2 separate regions of the Zea mays genome follow, and region 2 is linked to region 1. A link is a contact called in public Hi-C data. All regions are on one chromosome and are shown on one strand. Each heading gives the region's core, a stretch centred on a gene start, on an enhancer-like site or on the middle of the called end of the contact. The rest is flanking DNA. Distances are from core to core; before and after follow the strand shown. Region 1 holds the start of LOC100193704. Region 2 holds the start of LOC100384534 (putative MATE efflux family protein).

Region 1 (4,779 bases), core at 551-3,050:
ACAGGCGCGGGTAGAAAAGAAACAACGGGCCAACGGCGGATGTGGATGGACGAGAAAATAAACACCTCTCCCATTGGAGTTGCTCAGCTTTCTAAATCAATGCTCCAAAATCTAATATTAAGGTTTTGTTTAAAAAAATCGCTATCTAGAGCTGCACAAGTTTATACGGCTTTGCTGATGCTTGCAACAAATGTTCGTAAAAAAAAACAAGTAAAGAATGTGCAACAAACCAACAACAGCTCACAATGTATTCTACTCACTCCGTTCTTTTTTATTTATCATGTTTTATTTTAAAAATAAATATTAGACAATAAATATTTAAGAACGGAGACCGTACTTCTTAGTCAGCATCAAAGCATTATCACTGGACGGTTCATGTTGACAATGACCAAAGACGAATTGCACATTGAAAGCTCTAAATAGATGGTTCGAATGTAGGTGTAAAAGAGGAAGACGAAGATATAAAATTGTAAAATAGACGTAAATAGCTGTGTATAAGAACGGATGGCTATATGCCCATACTGATATCTTCGAGGGGAGATTCAGCTTCCAAAGGTGACAGTAACTTAATACTAACAGTTTCTTGCCAAGATAAAAATACGAAGATGGATCAACATCATTAATAATTGACTGGACACCGGGTCCAGGTGCGAGCAATAATCTCCCAAGTTGATAAGCCAGCTGGTAGCAAATGACACTGAGTCGACATCTGACGTGGCAACCAAATTATTGTCCTTTGCTAGAGAAGCTCATCTAGAACGACACGGAAGCGCTAGGAAGCTAGTAGAGAACTTGAACAACTTGTCTTTTTTTTCCCTGTAACGGTGGTATCTCGCTCGCAATTGCAAGCTCTCTTTTTTTTTTGTAACTGAGCGATCGTTTTGAGTTGAAAAGAAAAAAGAAGAAAGGCCAAATGTGTTTTCTTACCTTTTTTTTTTTGTTCGTTGGGAGTTGGGACAACTGGACAAGGAAAGCTCATAAGAGCATTATCTAGGACTAGAAGCTAGCTCCTATCTTTTTTTTAGTCACTCGTGAAACTTATTAGTTTACCAACTGATTTCATTAGTTTGTCAAGTGGTTTTTTTTAGAAAGTATTGAAGATGCTCTAATGGTAGCAAGAATTAAGGGAGCGAGCCATGAGATTAAGCACTCGTAACAAAAGAAGAAGAATGCAGTGAAGGCATGCTCTAATGGTAGCATAGCTAGCAGTAGCACACGCATTGTGGTCCTTCAAATTTGAATATTTTTTTGAATCATCTTTTGTTGTTGCTTCTTAGATTTTAAAATCAACAGGGAGATACAGTAACTGACACAAGACCCCGGCGAGGCGAGGGAAGAAGAGCACGCAGGTGTAGAGAACAGGGAGCGCCATCCATCCATTGGATGATCCATGAACAGCCAACAGATAGGGAAATCCAGAGCCAAGGAATTACAACTCACCTTGAGCAGCAATCGAGCCCCTCCTCCCCCGCCGACGATTGCTAGCTCTTTCGCCCGGAGATATTATTATACAGTAATTAGATGAACATCAGCAAACGCGCTTGCACGGTACGGCGTGGCGCCAGGCCTGCAACGAACGAAGCACCTTCTGCCCTGCAGTGCACCACAGAGGTTTAGGATTTAGGATTCGATCAGGGACACGCCATAGAAATAGAATAGAATCTCCAGCAAGAAATTAACGCTCTTTGTGCTTGTGCGTGAGTGGTGAGGTGACGACGTACGGATCACGGATGTGCGGCAGAAGCAGCAAGACAAGCAGCCGCCGGCCGGAGGCGTGCAATGGCGCAGCTACTGCCGTGCTGCTGGGCAAAGTGAGATGGCGGTGGGTACTTATAGCCGCGTGCAGGGCAGGAAGGAGGAAGAAGAGAGACAGGTGGCTGGAGCATTTTCTGCTCTGAGCTCTACCTGTGGCGGAGCCGGAGACGGCACTCGCGGCTGCGGTTCGCGTGGAACATTCGACGACCTGGATCACCTGGGGTCTGTTTGGTTGCCTGCATCTGCGCGTGCTTGCGTCGCGGGATGCGGGTAGCTGCTGTTTGGTTGCTATGAGCCAAGCTATGCGCGTGCGAGCTCTGTGTTTGGTTGTCTGCATGTAGATTTGAATCCAGACTCGCACGATCCTTAAAGCACCTTGGGCCAGGCTCACCAGATACGAGCAGATTGGTCGTATCTTCAGAGCCAGGCTCCAGTGATCCTGGCTCACACAGCCAGGTTGGCGAGAGAAACCAACCAAACAGACCCCTAGTGGTCAGATCTGGCTTCGCGCTCTTTTTCCCGGCCCGGACTATCGGTAATCGGAGTAGGAAGAGAACAGGCACGTGCACAGATCGATGCATGGTATTCGGATCGAGGCAGGTCACCTTCTGGCCCGGCGTACCACCACCAACCAGCCAAGTGCCACGCTTCATCGGTTCGAAGATCGCCGCGACGAAACGAAACGAAACGAAACGACGACTACTGACCAGCGGTGCACGGGGGTTACGGTTTTCGAACAGATGCAGAAGCAGCGACGGCAAGTCTGTAGAACACGGCGCGCCGTCCGTCCGTCCCTGTTGCTGAACCCAAATATGTTCCGTGTATTTGTAAGAGCATCTCCAACAATGCCTCAAACTAGTGCCTCAAATTGAAATATAGGGCTCTACACAGGAAAAACTACTCCAACAGTGCTCCATTTCATAAAATTTTGTCAAAAAACTATAGGGCACCCTCTCAAGTGACTCAAATATACTACACCGTAGTGGGCTGCCCTATAATCTAGATTTGGGGCTTTACTGTTGGAGCGGGGTGTTTTGTTGGTGCCCTAAATTCTATAAAATATACTCATTTTCAAATTATAGGGCATTTTTATAGGTCACGTTGTTGGAGATGCTCTAACCCGTACGGAAGTAACAAGCACTTCTGATCCTTCTCACGATTCGGCGCTCTGCGGTCTGCGCGACTGCGCCTCGCTATCTGAGGACCTGCAGTATGTGTTGCAAGAAATTAAGTGGGTTTAAATCTTAACAGGTCAAAAATTCTAATAATCTCTTCCAATACCCCCAACTCTTACGGAATTTGAATAACCGATTAATACCTCATTAGGTGCTCTCGTCCTTGTAGTCTTGTGCACAAAATTTTAGTATCTCAGCATAGACATGAACAGAACAAAATAAAACGTGTGCGCTCCGATGACGGGGGTTCAAATATGATAGCTTTTGTAACGTTGAGAGACCGGTTAGGTTCTTATAACATGTTCCAAACCTCTAAAACTAATAGTTAGTGACTAAATTTAACTGAGAAGTTAGTTAATCTTAAATAAATAGTTGTTATTTGTTGCATCAATCCAACTAATAAATTATTATATGACTAACAATTTGCTTTAAAGGTTTATATAGAGCGGGCCTTAATTACGGTCGAGATTATGACGGAATCATGAAAGGCATATCGATCTTTTATATCTTATGTTTGCCCCCAGGAGTTCAAGGCCAAACAAAGTTAAACAATATATTGTTTGCGACACAGCACAGGTTACACCTTTCACAGCCGTATAAAACATTTTCTAGCACCATCATAGCGTGCGCCGGCCGATTGAGTCAATACACATGCATGCATATGTGACTCGTGTTACACCTGGTGTCCTGGTTCAACCTAACTACACAGTAGCTACCTATTTAAATTGAGTCAAAATCTCCAAATGATTTCACGAGATTAATTATTTATTGCAGGGTTAAACTCAGTTAGGTGTAGTGGTAGACCCAGAAATCGAAGACATTCTAGGCAAGATTATCAAGTGTTAATACTCATAGCTAATTTTATATAGGGTCCCCAAAATCTAGAATAATCCATATAGAGATTATAGATAAAAATATTATTTTGCTTAAAATATTTGCTAACATATATCCTACAATCGCAAAAAATGTTGAAATCTATACGTTTTTATTGTTGATCAAACTACTTCGTCACTTATAAGAAGATTTAAATAGTGTCAAGGTTATCAAAAATAATATTTGGATTCTTATTTATCTCCAGTGCATTGCGGTCACTAGATAAAAAGTGCTTGAAATCTTGTTGCCGCCATCTTAAGATGCAACTAAAAGAGACCCACAATATGATTTAATGCAAGTGACCAATTCGTGGAGTTGAGTTTCCTTTAAGATTTTATTCTACAAAAATATTGCCTTGTAACGTTCTCAATTTTGTAAAGCGGAAAGGGAAAATGAGTAAAAATCATAACTAAGATTAAAAATGAGAAAACTACACGACCAAGGATATTATTTTCAATACTCCTTTATTCTTTTTTGCTACCTTTTACATAGGACCTCTCAACTTGTCAGGACGACCCTGGGTGTAACAAAAGAAAAGTTGCATATATCTATGTATAGATTTGTGTTTTTTGTTCTAAAATATATAAAAAAACAAGAACCGTGGACCCAAAAGATAAAATTGCCATGTATGAGTGTATCACATCCCAACTGTTGTCATCTCAGACGGTCTCGTGGGAAGCCGGCAGTCTCAGGATCTGTTTGATTCAGCCATAGAAATCTAAAAATCTGACTATTATGAGCTGATAAATTTTAAAAAAAACTAAAATTTATTTAGTTAAAACAATTGTCAATTATAGATTGCATAAAAGCATGACAACTTGTAATATAGATAAAAAGAATATCTAAAATTAGGGATAAAAGAAAATTCTGAATTGAATTACAGGGCGCTTGGATCCATTTATTTTGAATCAATTTATTTTGAAGGAATCAGAATTTACTTAATAAACTAACATGTTTACCTTAAAATTTAACATTC
Region 2 (4,995 bases), core at 482-2,981, 280 kb after region 1:
TGAAGTCGTAGTGGAGCCAGAAGGCTAGGACGAGCGCCACCGGCGTCCCCACGAGGTAGAAGGACCGGAGGTTGATGCTGGCTGCGTCCTTGGGCCTGGCGCTGCCGCGCAGCACGCCGCAGCCCGTCGTCTGCGGGCAGTTGCCCAGCTCGCACAGCCCAAGGATGGGCAGCACCGACGCGGTGAGCGCGATGATCGCCGGGTCGGCCGTGAACATGCTCGCCCACACGTTCCGCACCAGGAACGCGAACGCCGAGGCCAGGCCGCCGAAGGCGAAGCCCAGCATGAGCCCCACCGCGGCGGCGCGGCTCGCCTCCTCGGGCCGGTTCGCGCCCAGCTCGTTGCTGACGCGGGTGGACACGCCGAAGCTCAGGGAGGATGGGAAGATGTAGATGAGCGACGTGGTCTGGATCAGGATGCCCATGGACGCCACCGTGGCCTGCGGGTTCAGCAGCAGGCCGCACAGCAGGATCATGATCTCGTACCACCACCACTCGAGGCAGACGCTGACGCAGCTCGGCAGCGCGAGGCTTACGAGCTCGCCCCAGCCGCGGAAGCTCTCGCGGGAGAGCAAGAAACCGCCGGTGCGCTTGTGCACGCTCTTGAAGAGGATGTAGGCGACGAGGAAGAGGAGAAGGTTCAGGTTCGCCAGCACGGAGGCGAATGCCACCCCTCTGATGCCGAGGCCGAGGACGGTGACGAGGACGTAGTTGATGGGGAGGTGGATGACAATGGCCAGCGCGGCGCAGACCGTGAGCGGCAGGTTGATGGACTGCGCCCGGAGGTATATCCGCACAGGGTGGATGAAGGCCTGGAGGACGAGGTCCGGGAGCGAGGCCAGAATGTAGGTCTCGGCGACCGCCGCGATGCCGGCGTCCTGGCCGCAGAGGAGGAGGAGAGGCCGCATGTGCATCCACAGGCCACCGATGGGGACGGCCGCCGCGATGAGCAGCAGCACCGTCCTCTGCATGGTGATTCCGAGGAGCGAGAAGTTGCCCGCGCCGAATGCCTGGCCGCATATGGGCTCCATGCCCATGGCGAGGCCGGAGAGCACGGAATACCCCGTGATGTTGGCAAAGCCGATGGCCAGCGACCCGCCAGCGAGGGCCAGACCGCCGAGACGGCCGAGGAAGAGCATTGAAATCATGGAGCGGAGGTAGAGCAGGAGGCCCGTCAGAATCATCGGGAGCGCGAGGCCGAGAATCGACCGCGCCTCTGCATGCGCGTCGCTGGACGACACCAACGGCGTCATCGGGAACGCCGCTCCCAGGGAGACGGACAAGGCCTCCTTCACCGCGGTGGCAAGCCGCCCGGGCGACTTGCTCGTGAGCACGGGCACGGCCGGCGCCTCGTCTCCGGCCACCGGGATGTGGACCTCCCCAGTCTTGGCGAGTAAGGGGTAGACGATGACGCAGGGCGCGTCCCCGTGCGGCTGCGCGTCATCCCGGCATGCCACCGTGGCGTTTCCCGAGCACGACGTCATGGCTGCTGGAGAAACAGAGGGATACCCTGCTCTCTCTCTCTCTCTCTCTATCTCTCTCTCTCTCCTGGTTGCCCGCCCGCGCGTGCGGTTTCGCCAGGCAAGGGAGTAAAAACCTTTGCGGCGTTGGTAACTCCCAGGCAATTTACGAGATCGTACGCAGTTTCTGTTGGGGGGAGATGGGGAAGCGCTTCTCGGGTTGTCTCCCCTTTGGAAGCTGGGATGCTTGCTTGGTTGGTGGAGTCGAGAGCCGCGCGGCGCGGGGGACTGGGAAGCCCGGCGATACCTTTTTATAGGCGTCGAACGGGGCGAGGGGGAAGCCTTGGCCGCTTACCCCTTCTCTCACTAGCTTTTCTCTGTCCTTGACAGCGCTTGGATTGGTTCTGTGTTTTGTCTTTCAACCGAGAGCCGCCCAGACTTTCATTTCATTTCTTCGCGCACTGGATTGTACAATAATATGTACCTGTAACGGAATACTAATAATTCTGCATAACATATGACATGAGCATACATGTTGGCTGTACTGGTAGTACCTTTTATATTCGGCTTCGGTTACAAACATAATTTTTGTAACTTCAGTACTTTGCATTAATTAAAATATTAGTGTCACAGCTCTTGGGTAATAAGAATCAAGTTTTTTTTTTGATATTTATGAGTGGTTCTTTTTTCCTTCAAGAGTAAGTTACTTTCGTTGCCATTAGTTTTTTAGTCAGTGATGTTGCGTTTGACTAGACTTTTCCATTGAATTAAGAACGGTATGGGGATAAGACTTTTAAAAAAAAGCTAGGCACCCAAAGTATATTGCTAGGATAGTTAATTTCTTCAACCTGCTCATGTAAACGAAATTAATTAAGCTAGTTTTGCAACGGGATATTGTTCAGATCCTTTGTTTATTGCGTTTTGGCCGGTCATCACAATATTCCAAATGAAAGTACGGCTGTTCAAACGCGGCTCATGTCCTGCCTATGGTTGACAAATGGAGGCCTGAATAAATATTTGAATTGTGTGTTTCTTAGCCCTTATGTTTAACCCTACGTTCGCTATGCTTAAAAAATTATAAAACATGCTATGGGAACTTATGGCGTCAAGAGCTTAGCTTACCGTGTGATTGGTTGTTGCACGGTAGTAACCATGTCCATACGTGAGAAGCCAAACTCTTTTTGCTCAGGCCAGGTCCGTGCATAGAATTTTGTTTAGTTGTTTGCATTGGTGCATTTAGAATAGATATAGCTAGTGTTTGATTGTCTGTGTTAGAAGATGTATTAGATAAGAGTGTATAAATCAATCTTGCAATTTTATACAACATATGTGTCTAGTTTTATTTAAAAAATCAGTAACACAAATATTAAATTGGTTCAGTGATTAGATTTTTTAATTAGAAGATATAACGAAAAAACAAACTACAAAAATCATCTCAAAATGTGTGCCGCTGCTTGCCGGCGGATAGGGCTGGGAAACAATATCAAGGCTTGCGAGCCGGCTCGATTTGGCTTAGAGGGGGTCGCGAGCCTCGAGCAACCGCGGCTATCCGTTCTGGCTCGCGAGCTACACCAAATTAATCAACCTACACAATAATAATAAATATTGGATATTTTATAGATATCTAACTCGTTCATTAGCCTTTAATGATGGATATATGACAATTTATAATTTAGGTTACTCCTAATGTTGCATTATTATTCTATATTTCATAATTATAATTTATTAATTCACTATATAATACAATATTATTTATCAAGGTGCAGCTCGCAAGTCAAGCTGAGCTCGTCTCCGCTCGTTTCCAGCTCACTATATAATAGAGCAAGTTGTTGCTTCTGCATATCAATTATATTGGCTCTTGTTACAGTTGTTAGCCGTGTAGAAAAAATATTAGGCTACTCACCCCCTCTAGCCATCTAGTCCCTTACATCGACGCATTGGATGCCACCCAACAAATAGATGAATAGAGCGACCGCCAGAACGGTTGGCCATTTGTGGAATTTGCATATGTCCTCGAAGATATAATCTTGTATTCGAAGCATTATGATTGTGTTTGTCTTAGTCCCTTATCACGGTGCTAGCATGTGACATTTTATCCTCGCACGTGTGGATACTATGGAGACGATGTAGCTATTGTTGCAGTGATGCTCAACTACAAACTTGAGGAGCATAGTGAATGAATTGTTGTTGTTACTGCTTAGTGAAGATATATGACTACTTTCACTATATCGACACATGTTTCTTCTGCTATGCTACGTATCGAGTGCTAACAATTTATAATCATCTACTCAGATGCTATTTTAGTTGAATGTGGTAGATATTACATTGTGTAACATACAAATATCCCTAAAGACCTAACTTGAGTACCTTTTTTGCTAATGCGACCCACAAGAAACTGTTAAACGAGTACCATAGGCTTTTTTTAGATGAATTTGGGTTTCTCTTGTATTTGAAACACTGAGTTTGCTACTGGGACACATTACGTTGACTTACTTGAGGGCTTCTGTGTTGGAATATAAGTGAATTACTCACATTTTCTTTCAACTCAAGCTTCTGGGTTAAATTTATTGGTGCATACAACTTAATATGGCATTAAAGTACGCAAGATAGAGTGATGGAATATAAAGAGGTGTTTGGTTTGATGAATCACTACATCCAAGATAAGGTGATACATCAAAAGTTTATTACTCAAATTTGGTGGGATGAACTCATTTCTCATGTTAGTACTAACTAAGTTGTTGAAATGAGTTGGTGATGGATTAATGGCCTGTTTGTTTCAACTTATAGATTATATAATCTGGTTTATGATCTAAATTATATAATCTAGATTATAATCTATATGTAGTTGTTTGGTAGTTTAGATTATACAAATGTAGATTATTCATAAAGACAACAATACTCTTGTTTGTTTATTTAAGGTGAGATAAGAAGGATGGCATATATTGTGATTTCTATTTACATAACCATGAGTAGTAGGTCTTTTACCAAAATAATCTCAAATAAGCTACTCTTGAGGAGATTATGATATTATCATAATCTGGGCTTTAGATTATATAATCTGAACCCATAATCTAGGTGTTTGTTTACCTACTAGATTATTTGCACTAGATTATATAATCTGGAGAGATTATAATCTGAAACAAACATGGCCTAAATCATTCTATTCCACAAACAAAACAAAAAAGTGAGGAAACACCCCCTATAAATAAATTATCCATCTTTTTATCAGCTTAAGTTTTTTTTATTGAGCTGGTTGATTCTCACAACTCAATACTTTAGACTTTTTTATGAACTCATTTTATAGGGTGTCAGCTACGGGTTGACAACTTTCGTTGCAGGCCATCAACGAGAAAAGAAAAGGAATGAACCGCTGGTCTGTTGTATTCTAAATGTGTACAATAACATAGGTGTAGAAGGTCAACTAACCTATTCGTTTGAACATTATTTTTTTAAAAAAAGATAATACTAGCTGTGACGATATTGCAACAATTGTCGCGACGGCATCACACCATCGTCGATGTCTCGTTGTTTTTTTG

What was found. A called contact is a pair of places that touch in the nucleus more often than the background predicts.
Region 2: a Hi-C map of leaf shows a contact between it and region 1, with 7 times the contacts expected there. The contact joins the promoter of LOC100384534 here to the promoter of LOC100193704 in region 1. A contact is called at or near these places in 2 of 25 Hi-C or Micro-C datasets (leaf and tassel).

Annotation. Positions count from the first base shown.
Region 1 is chr2:16,981,968-16,986,746 of Zm-B73-REFERENCE-NAM-5.0, forward strand. LOC100193704 reads right to left here and starts at 1,801. Exons shown (of 12, transcript NM_001358868.1): 1 at 1,722-1,801; 2 at 1,441-1,593.
Region 2 is chr2:17,265,174-17,270,168 of Zm-B73-REFERENCE-NAM-5.0, forward strand. It overlaps LOC100384534 (putative MATE efflux family protein), which reads right to left and starts at 1,732. Exons shown (of 1, transcript NM_001177052.1): 1 at 1-1,732. The coding sequence starts at 1,483.